2 separate regions of the Mus musculus genome follow, and region 1 is linked to region 2. A link is a contact called in public ChIA-PET data. All regions are on one chromosome and are shown on one strand. Each heading gives the region's core, a stretch centred on a gene start, on an enhancer-like site or on the middle of the called end of the contact. The rest is flanking DNA. Distances are from core to core; before and after follow the strand shown. Region 1 has its middle 12 kb from the start of Tmem156. Region 2 overlaps Rbm47 (RNA binding motif protein 47).

Region 1 (5,174 bases), core at 405-2,904, 970 kb before region 2:
GTAGCAGACAGGCAAAAATCCCTGTCTCACTTCCTAGTGCAAGTGGACACTCAAATGAAAGAGAAATCAAGTAGATAATGAAAATAACTTATTGTCAGGCAATGGTCCGTGCTCTGAATGAATGGGCTGGGCACAAACTGGCTATGTGAGGATGCTAAGAGAGCCTTGTTATGGTCCCATTGCCATGCCACGTGGGACAAGGCTTAAACCACAGGGACAGAAAATAGATAAGTGGTTGCCACAGGCTAGAGATAGACAACATAGAGACAGACACGAGGGAATTGTTAGAGCACAGAGATGTTCCATGACTACGTTGGGTTTTGTGGCAACTGTATATTAGTTAAAATTCTGGAGCTATATACTAGAAAGAGTAGCTTTGTACTATATGTAAATTATTACAACATTCTCCCTCCACAGTCTTTCCCTTCCTTAGTGCAGTCTCTTTGCTATTTTAGAAATGGAGGTTATTGAGAAAGGAGCTATAATGTTGTTCCCAACGCTGGCATATATCCCCCGGGCAGCTCAAACAGCACTGACCAGAAACTCAGAACCTCAGAGGAGGCTACCAGGAGACAACCGACATGTTTCATCACATCCCGTGGTTGCAGCAAGGTTGTGGCAAAGCACAAGGGCACACTGGATATCCCCCTTCCGTGGTGGGGTGAGGCAGCTGGCCAGCCTTAGAAGTATAAGCAGCTCTTAGAACCAGCTCCTTAGAGAACCAGGAAAGGTACTGGGCCTGTCTCAGGTCACAGGTGAGCGTCACCCCATCTATTTCTTCCTCAGAGGGGGAAATCTGGTTTGATCTGCCAGCACTGGACTGAGGATGCTCAGAACTGGGCAGCCACCCCAGGCCTGCTTATTTAAGCTTCCTCAGAGGGAAGCTTATATCCAGTCCACATACTACCAGCTACTTTGCAGCCACTGCCACCCCCACCCAAGTCACCTATGGCTGGAAGGAAGGACTTGTTTTAACTAACAAACCCTGCAGTACTAAGATAAGCAGCCTGTGCAGGAATGAACCTGTTGAAACTGCTTTCTTGCCTTCTCAGCTAGCGCCCTCAGAAGGGACAACCGGCCTGTAATGAGTTCCCTGGGTCTCTGAGGTATTCCAGCCTCTGGCCACAAAGCTTTGGGTAACTCCTTTGATATGGAAGTGCCTTATCTTAGATATGTGCATATAGAAGTGGAAATACATGATCAAGACATCCTTCACAACACTAGAGCAACATAGCAACCTTCGATTGTTTGATAACATAAAACATTAATGGCTCAGTCTGAAAAGATGAGATTCCCATAGATGCAGGCTGAGACTTCAAAGCATCCAAAACAAAAGCTTGACTGCAGCAAGTGAGGCTTTCTGTATCTTATTAACAGCATTTCTTGACTTCCTTGGGGTTGGCCCAGAGTATGAGAGGCCTTTGTTCCCTCTCTCCCCGGTATCGTGTAGATTGGTATCTGACTGCACTGTGCCATCTTCCTGATGTCTTTGTAGCTCAGGTCAGCTGCTTATTAAACAGCCAGAATCTTTCCCCAAGTGCTCTGTGCCAAGAATAGACACTGAACACAGAAGCAAGTGTGAAGGCAGAGGGTGCGTGTGTGCTTAAAAGTTGAACAAGACTGGGGGGGGGGGTGAAAGAGGAAGCGTGAAAACCAACGAGCAGTGTGGGGTTTGTGTGGCTCTGATTCATTGTTCACTCTCTTTTCCATAACGAGCAGTGTGGTGTCTCCCGGGCTGTGGATCACCCCATATGATCGACAGGTGCTGATGGATACATCCGAGGCAGGCCGACCATTGGCACTCACAGCAGCAAATCTGTAAACATTCATACAAAGTGTGGCTATGAGCTTGCTCTCAGAGAACATGAGAGCAGAAACCAAAGTGGGTTGTTCTTTTCCGTTATTAAACAGCCATCAGGAAATGATATATCAAACACAGAGCTGGAACAGTCTTTAAATTACGAAACGACTAATCAGTAGGCACGCAACAGTTATTTATTTTTTTTAGCAGTGTATAACAAGCATATTGAGATGTTAGGCTGCTTATCATAATACAGGAAAACAAACACAAGCACTTCCTGTTCATCTCCTCATTCTTGTAAGATGATGGAATAATTAAAGTCTTCTAAAATTTCATGAAACTTGTGGTATAATACTGTAAAATAGAAGAAAGTTTCTGTTTGTATGTGTTGCAATGCTCAGGGTGGGGCTATTCTATTCAACAGAGTGGCTATTTTATTTCTCAATGGTTTATAGGACAAGGGTATTTTTCATTCATTCATTTATAAAATATTTATGAATTCCTGTAGCAGACATTCTCCACCAGTCAGAGAGCCAGGCAAGTAAACCCATATTCATAGCCAGAACATACCACAACAGAGAGAAAGGTGCCCTGGGCACTATGGGTGGGAGATGTAGGAAGAACACAGCAAGCTTTGAGAGGCCCAGATTCAGCAAATATCAGAAAAGTGTGTGTGTGTGTGTGTGTGTGTGTGTGTGTGTGTGTGTGCAGATTCAAAGGCCTGACTGTGGGAAAAAATAATGGGGTATAGACAAAGCAAACGGTTCAGAATGGGCACAGTGCTAGAGTGGCAAGCAGCAGCTTGTTAGACCACGAGGGGTCTTAAGCCATGCTGTGGTGAAACATAAAAACAGCAGTCAACAGGGTCGGGTAGCCCCACCTCCAAGTCAGAAAGTGTGGTCTCGAAGAAGGGATCTACTTACAGATGGCCAATGGAAATAGGTGTGTAAAAGAATGCATACTGCTTCCCATGTCTGTGTGGAGCAGCTGTGAGGTAAATGTTCTGTAAGGGTCTGAAGGAGAGGAAAGTACCTTCCTTCCACATGTAAAGAATGAGTCTTCCCAGGAGACAGAGCTCATGCTCACGGGCCTGAGGTCAAATCATGATGCTCTATGAGTTGACAGGAAACTATGCCCTATCTGCTGGCCACATGGTCTAGAGAACAAAGGGGCCTTAGCTTTCCCTGTGCCGGGGGCAGGCTCCATGACTCTCACACGAAAGGCAGGACCATGCTCTTACCACATTGCCTCAGTTACTTTTCTGTTGCTGTGATGAGACACCATGAACAAAGCAACTTAAAGAAGGGAGAGTTTATTTCGTCTTACACTACAGAGAGAGAGTCCATAATGACAGGGCAAGCATGGTGGCAGGCACCTTCAAAAGCTGGCAGAGAGCAAAAGTGATGTGGGGGTGAGGCTTTAAGTTCTCAAAGGCTGTCCCAAGCGACATACTTCCTCCAGCAAGGCTGACCTGGAACTCCATAGGCAGACTGTGCTGGCCTCAATCTCAGAGAGTCACCCATCTCTGTCTTCCAAGCTCTGGGGTCACAGGTGTGTGCCATCACACTCAGCTCTTTTAATTAATTAACTAATTACTTATTTGTGTGGCTATGTGTGCCATAGTGCACCTATGGATGCAGTCGGAGAGCAGTCTGAAGTAGTCAGTCCCCTTTACCATGGCCTCTGAAGAACCTACGTGGACCATGAGGCCTTCATGCAAAGGAAGGCCTTCTACTTCCTTGAGCCAGCTTGCTGGGCCAGTTCTTCCTCCCAAGTTTGAGACCTTGGTAGAATGTGTGTCTTAGCATTTCTGTATCTTCATGGAACTGCTTTGACTAGGAAAAAAAACCTGTCCATCTCTGAGATTGCTTTTGAGGTTTTCATTTGGAGTCATTTTTTTTTTGAGCATCAACAATTAACCTCAATTTTATAATTATTATCGACTAAAATGTTTTGAGCACTTACAAAGGACACTGCATTAACATTGTCTCAGTTATCAGCAATAAGATTCTAAGTTCAACTATTCCACTTCTAGTCGTTCTTATATGGTTTTATTTCAGGGACAAATATCTGGGCTTTTATTGATCTATCGCTGCTTTCTGATTCTGTGGAATGACATTGTTTTCACTGTTCTTTCCATCTCATAACCACTGCACTTCAGTTTTGCAGTTTTAACTCCATATTGTTCTTCAGGGTTACTATGAGAAAAACTAGAAAAGTATGACAACCAAGTCAGATACTACAATATTTGTTTTTTTTGAGACAGGGTTTCTCTGTATAGCCCTGGCTGTGCTGGAACTCACTCTGTAGACCAGGCTAGCCTGGAACTCAGAAATCCACCTGCCTCTGCCTCCCCAATGCTGGGATTAAAGGCATGCGCCACCACGCCTGGCCCAGATACTACAATCTTATTACCTAGGCAGGTCATAAGTCTCCGATAGTTATAAAAAGGGATATAAGCTATTTCTCCAGTGTGGACTCATTCTTCTACTAAAAACATAGTTGTTACGCACCTTCTCTGTGATGAACATGGTAAACAACAGACAGAGAGATGTAGCAGCGTTCTAAATAAGCAACGTTCTAGCTCACAGGACTTACATTCAAATGAGCTTAGGGAACCAGAGATGGAAGGCACTGAGTGCTTAGTGCTGAAAAGTGAGGTACTGAACAAGGACTGAAGACATCCATAGGTGACAAGGAAGAAGGAGCCAGCCAGCTGTGTGAAGGGCTAACAGCATGCCACATAAGGGACCCTTGGTGTGTGGACACACAGAGAATGTGTTGGGGACAGCTAAAAGAGCAAGTGAGAGTAGCCCAGCCAGGCTAGTGTTAGTGATCATGACTGCAAAGGATGTGTGGATGGCTTTTGCTGGAGTGATGGAACTAATAATTAGAAAATCAGAATCAAGCCGGGCGTGGTGGCGCACGCCTTTAATCCCAGCACTTGGGAGGCAGAGGCAGGCAGATTTCTGAGTTCGAGCCCAGCCTGGTCTACAAAGTGAGTTCCAGGACAGCCAGGGCTATGTAGAGAAACCCTGTCTCGGAAAACCAAAAAAAAAAAAAAAAAAAAAAAGAAAAAATGAAAATCAGAATCAGCTAGAAAGTCTAGTGAGAAAGACTCCAGCATAGAACAAGTAGCACGGGAGAAGAAGTGGGATGTGAGGGTGCCTGTCCTAAATTGGGGTCCGCTTTCTTTGTTGTATCCGATTCACTGTTAAAGTACACAAACACTGAGGCTGAAAACAAGAATCAACCCTCAGAGTAGTTCCAAATTCCACAAACGCAGGCTGTGGGTTTATATACATTGCGTTCTATAATTAAAGACAATGGGGTTTCGTGTGTAGGTGTCACTGCATGTGGAGTGCCTGTTCCA
Region 2 (5,064 bases), core at 594-3,093:
CACTCCCTGCCCGTTTCTACATTCAGATTCTTATGCAGCACAAACAGTCCTTACCACTCAAGAAGTGGGATGCTAGTCCCAAGAGGACATCCTTGGGCCTGCTGTCTTCGTGAGGGGCTATTTATTGCTTTCTTAGAGTAACGTATCAAATAGCAGCAGAAAATGTAGTCAAGCTGCTCTAATTTTCTTAACAAATAATGAAAGATAAACAACTCCATAACCCTAACACTGGGGAGGCTAAGGATTGTGAGTTTGGAGCCATCCTGGGCTATATCTATAAGTTAGTTCTTGAGTTACAGAGCGAGGGAGATTCTGTATTAAACAACGAAACCATGAGCAAGCAGGTGTTTCCTATGTTCTTACAGTAAAAAGTCATTGCTGGAGGAGAAGCAGAATGAGATCTTTGTTTGGTTTCTTCCAGAGTTTGCATACGCAGCGAGCGGACACAGAGAGGACAGTCGTTTAAACAATGATCGATTTAAACCCATTGGGGTTTCACAATCCTTAAATGAGGGGAAGCTGCACGGGACACGGTTCAGTCTCTTGAACTCCTCAGCAGGTAGGAGTCCAGGTTCATTTGTGGTACAAAGTTCCGTTTAGGAATCCTGCTGGAAAGGAAGGCCAGCAGAAATAGGCCAGTGCGCTCTGACACACCAAACAGTGCCTCAGCAATGATGCTCAAAACCCACCTGGGGTTGGCATACCTAGCGGCAAACACACAGGCCACTGTGCTAGCAGGGAAAGGGCCCAGCTGCTAATTAGCTCTTTCAATATGAAATCCAGAGTAGGGACGCAGGAGGCCATCCTTGGGGTGATGGCTGTTAGACCCTATGGACATCCAAGGTATCTGTCTGGTTGCCTGAAAGCTTGGAAAGCATTCTGGGCACCCCTTGATTTGGGTACCCCTTGATTTCACTTCTCTTGTTCTCCCAGGCAGGAGAACAACGGCCCACAGAGCCACGTCAGTAACAATCTGGATGCACCTCCGCAGTTTCCTTTGCCAAGAATACTGAGAGCAAAAGAACTCTTCTTGGCAATCAGGTGTGGTAGTGTACACCTGCAATGCCAGCTTTCAGAGGCAGAAAGAGGTGGGATTGTCACAAGTTCAAGGTCAGCCTCAATTACATAGGCAGCCAGAGATATGTAGCAAAAGCTTGTCTCAGAATAACAAAACAAGGGGCCGGAGAGATGGCTCAACAATAAGTGCGTTGGCCGCTGGCTCTAAGGGCTCTTACAGAGTCTGTGTTCATCATCTCTACTGCAGTTCACAACCATCTGTCACTTCAGTTCCAGAGACTCTGATGGCCTCTCTCTGGCCTCCTTGGGTACCAAGCATAAACGTAGTGCACAGAAATTCATGCAGGCAAAACAATCATGCCTATGAATAAATAAATCTTTAAAACAAAACAAGGCATGACAGGTTTGTAAAATGCTGCTGAACTTCCGTGAGCTTAAGTGTTCACCTCCAGCACCCATGTTCAAGGTGGAGTAGATTTGTAATCCTTCTGCTGGAGAAGTAGAGACAGGAGGATTCCCGGGGCTCATAGCTCTACAAAGCCTAGCATTTTCAGCAAAGACCCAGAAGCCCTGTATGGTGGTTTGAATTAAAAACGCGCCGGTAGGTTCCTGTGTTGGAACACTCACTTCCTAGTTGGCAGCCCTGTCTCAAGAAGACTGTGAAACTTTAAAGAGGAAGTGTGTCACTGTGGGGTGAGCTTTGAGGTTGCCCCCTAGATTGTCCCTCTGATCTGTTTATATGAGTGTTTTGCCTGGATATGTAGGCATACCATGAGAGCACCTAGTGTCTGTAGAGAATGGAAAGGGTGCCGGATCCCCCGGAACTGGGGCTGTACACACTTAACTGCTGTATGGTGCAAAGTCCCCTGCAAGAACAGCATGTGCTCTTAAGTACTCTTCAGCCTGGCTTTGAGGTTTTATAGCCGGGCCCCACTTCCTGTCCTTTTACTCTGCTTCCTGTATGAGGAACACGAGCAGGCAGCTTCCTGCTTCTGCCTCCATAAATGCCTGTTGCCATACCTTCTCCACACAGGCACATGCGTGAGCGATCGTGTACACACACACACACACACACACACACACACATCTCTGTGTGCTTGAGAGTCATCTGACCAATTTTCTGCCCAAGGAAGCCACCTCTATTCCAGGGTTCCCCGCAAAGAGGTCCCTGCCAAGCCTACCAAGCAGGCCCACTGACCTCCTAGCCCCTAACCCTGGTTTTCCTTCGGCTCTGAAAGTTAAAGGCTAAGTTAAAAATCGAATCTAACCCACATCTATGTCTAGTTACAAAGACAACATCTATCCATCAGGGGGCATGGTGTGGATAAAAGTCAAGACTTAGGAGGAAAAGAAATTGTTTAAGGCCCCTTGCATTGAGCTCCACTGTGATGAAGATAGGGGAAAGGCAGGGCTTTCTTCAGACCTGTGGCAGGCAGCTGACAGGGTGAACATGGCAAATATATGGCTTTATGCAGATCATCCGACTGCTCCGAGCCTTGGTTCCCTTCAGTGAGAAGGGTGAAGGATTCCGAGCTAGCAGAGTTGTGTGGGGGCTAGGGGTGAACCCCTAACGCACTTGGTGCAGTGTCTCACACATGGAAGGCACACCATGAAGTCTGTGTTCTGAGAGGCCCCCGTAGACCAAAGGTAATGCTGACACAGGTCACCACACACTGTGCGGGTGGCAGGAGTGGGGCCAGAGAGAGAAGAGCTGGGTCCACGGAGGCGGAAAGTCCACACGTCAGCTCTTCTCCTAGCCAGATAGGTGGTCATATCGTTTATTTCAACGTTCTCATTTAACATCGCAAGACTAAAGCTAATGGTAGACATGGAGTTTATTTGAGAAAGGAGTTTTTTAAAAGATGTGTTGAATTATAAATTGTGTTTACAGGTGTGTTGGGGGTGTGGGGGTTGCACCAGTGTCAAGGTGCCTACGGAGGCCAGAAGAGGATGCCCTGGAGCTGGCACTACAGGTTGTGGTGAGCACCCATGAAAGGGTACCAACTAAACTCGGGAAAAGAACCACTGACCAATCTCTCCAGGCCAAGAAAGTGGGGGGGTGGGGGTGGGTTCTTTTCTTTTTTCTTTTCTTTTTAACTGTACAATTACAAGATGTTGCCGCTGTGGTTGTCCATAAAGTTAAAGATATTCAAGGCCAGCTGGTGATTTTTTTTTTTAAAGTAGTGTCCTATGAAAGGCTCTCTACCAGTAGTGAGGAAAACGAACTCTGACTGCACAGAAAGCAGGAACCCTTGCTCTTTCTAGAAGCGATGTGAGATATTCAGTTGAGACACTCTCAGGGTAGTTTCACGGATGCCCCTGGGGAGAGAGTGGACCATGCAGCCATCGGGCCTCACTGACAAGATCTCACACACACAGCTCCGTCACACACCAAGGCCAAGTTTAGAACAGAGTCCCTCTCATTCACAGCTAGGAGGAAGTACTGTGAAGACACACGCTGTCTTTTATTATTCCGAGAAGGGACCTTCTGGACAAGACGTGCAGCTTTTTTCCCCAGAACGTTCCTTTCCCTGAACTCCTCTTCCCAAGGTGTCCCCTTGAGCCTGAGCCCCGTTGTAAGGACTTCCTCTGGTTCTATTTAAAACAGGGACCTTTGACTCCCAGGAAATCAGTAACTCAGCCTTAATTCACTTAGCTCTCTTACGATGACAGTTATTCTTTATCCAAGCATAGCAAAGCTTGAACTTAGGAAAAAACTTGAAGGCTGCTGAATACGGGGCTGAGAATCTCTGTAGTTAGTGAGGAAGAATCAGTTTCGAGCAAGGGCTGGTGACATGACTCAGTCAACCCTGAGATCAAGTCCTTGGACCCCTGTGGAGGAAGAAGTGAACCTATTCAAATTGCCCTCTGAGCTTTACACACACAGGTGCTGGGGCATGTGTCTGCCCCCCCCCCCCCCCCGAAATAAATGAATACAGTAAAAAAAAAAAATCTCAAAGAAAAAAATCATAAGTAAAACAAACAAGTTAGAGCCCAGAAAGTCTTATCTTCAAAACAGATGAATTACAAAAGAGAGAAAGCTCAAGCCAATGGCTGGCTTTCTAACAGAGGATCGCCTCTTCCCGGTACTCTGTAAGGCTGACTGGGGCTGGGGTGTACAGCTCAGAAGCCGTCCCTTGCCAAGCACGAAGGAAGCCCTGATTCAACTGTTAGCACTGAAACGAGTGAGGGAGAGACTCTTAGGAAATCGCGGTGGCAGAGCCCCAACAGCCTTCTCTAGAACAAGATTGCTCCCTAGTGTGGTAAATGCTTTTCACCTTGAGTCAGGCTCCACTGTAACCTGGCAAAGCTTCTCGGGCCGGGCTCCTCATACAAGACAGCTGCAGTTGCTCCTGAGACAACTGCTTCCGTTAAATAAATGGCTCACGCAGAGTGCTTAGCAAACACACTCCCTCAAAGTGGTCCTCCCTCTGCCCTCTCAGGTGATAACATTTCTATCCCACCCTTTGTGAGGTCACCCAACTTTGTGAAGAGCTGACACACGGAGGCATGACTTTTTTTAAGCTCACGCTCATAGTTTTAACTCCTGAAATAATTTTTTTTTTTAAAATGTGGTCTATTCCTACAAAGCAAAACTAGGCAGCAAAGGAGCTAATAAATTAGAGCCTGGGCAAATATCACAGATATAAGCGCCAAGAGAGTAACACCAGAAGTGTATAGACTGCAAGACTCCGTATTTATTAAGATCCATGCCAGCCAAAGCTGGACTATGATGACAGATAATTGTTAACGCAGGACTGGGAGGAGGAAGCACAAGAAGTAATGTTGAAGAACTGAAAAATGGAACCAGGCAAAGGGCAAACACCTGGAGTCCCTGAATTGGGGACTGAGGAAGACTGCCACAGGTTCAAAGCCAGCCTGTGCACACAGTGAGACCCTCCCTCAAAACAATGCCATAAAAAGAACTGAGAGATGAGAACACATCCCAGAATGAGCTTTTAATAAACAGTTAAAGGATGGGTGGATGGACAGATGGATAGATAGATGGATGGATAAGTGGAGGGATGGATAGGTCTGACAACCCAG

What was found. ChIA-PET counts read pairs in DNA pulled down with a chosen protein or histone mark.
Region 1: a contact with region 2 is called in an RNA polymerase II ChIA-PET map of memory CD8 T cells, with 5 read pairs. The contact joins two enhancer-like sites. A contact is called at or near these places in 1 of 39 promoter capture datasets (pre-B cells), 1 of 484 Hi-C or Micro-C datasets (embryonic stem cells) and 1 of 115 datasets of contacts at active chromatin or transcription factors (memory CD8 T cells).

Annotation. Positions count from the first base shown.
Region 1 is chr5:65,101,222-65,106,395 of GRCm38.p6, forward strand. No RefSeq gene overlaps it. Among named protein-coding and RNA genes, the nearest start is that of Tmem156, 12 kb to the left of the region's middle. Within about 2 kb of position 1,655, at least 106 of the 459 cell types and tissues checked have an H3K27ac peak or open chromatin away from gene starts, as enhancers often do. A contact at or near this core is called in memory CD8 T cells, where this site is marked.
Region 2 is chr5:66,073,423-66,078,486 of GRCm38.p6, forward strand. The region is part of intron 3 of Rbm47 (RNA binding motif protein 47); the gene reads right to left. Among named protein-coding and RNA genes, the nearest start is that of Gm40310, 66 kb to the left of the region's middle. Within about 2 kb of position 1,844, at least 159 of the 459 cell types and tissues checked have an H3K27ac peak or open chromatin away from gene starts, as enhancers often do. A contact at or near this core is called in memory CD8 T cells, where this site is marked.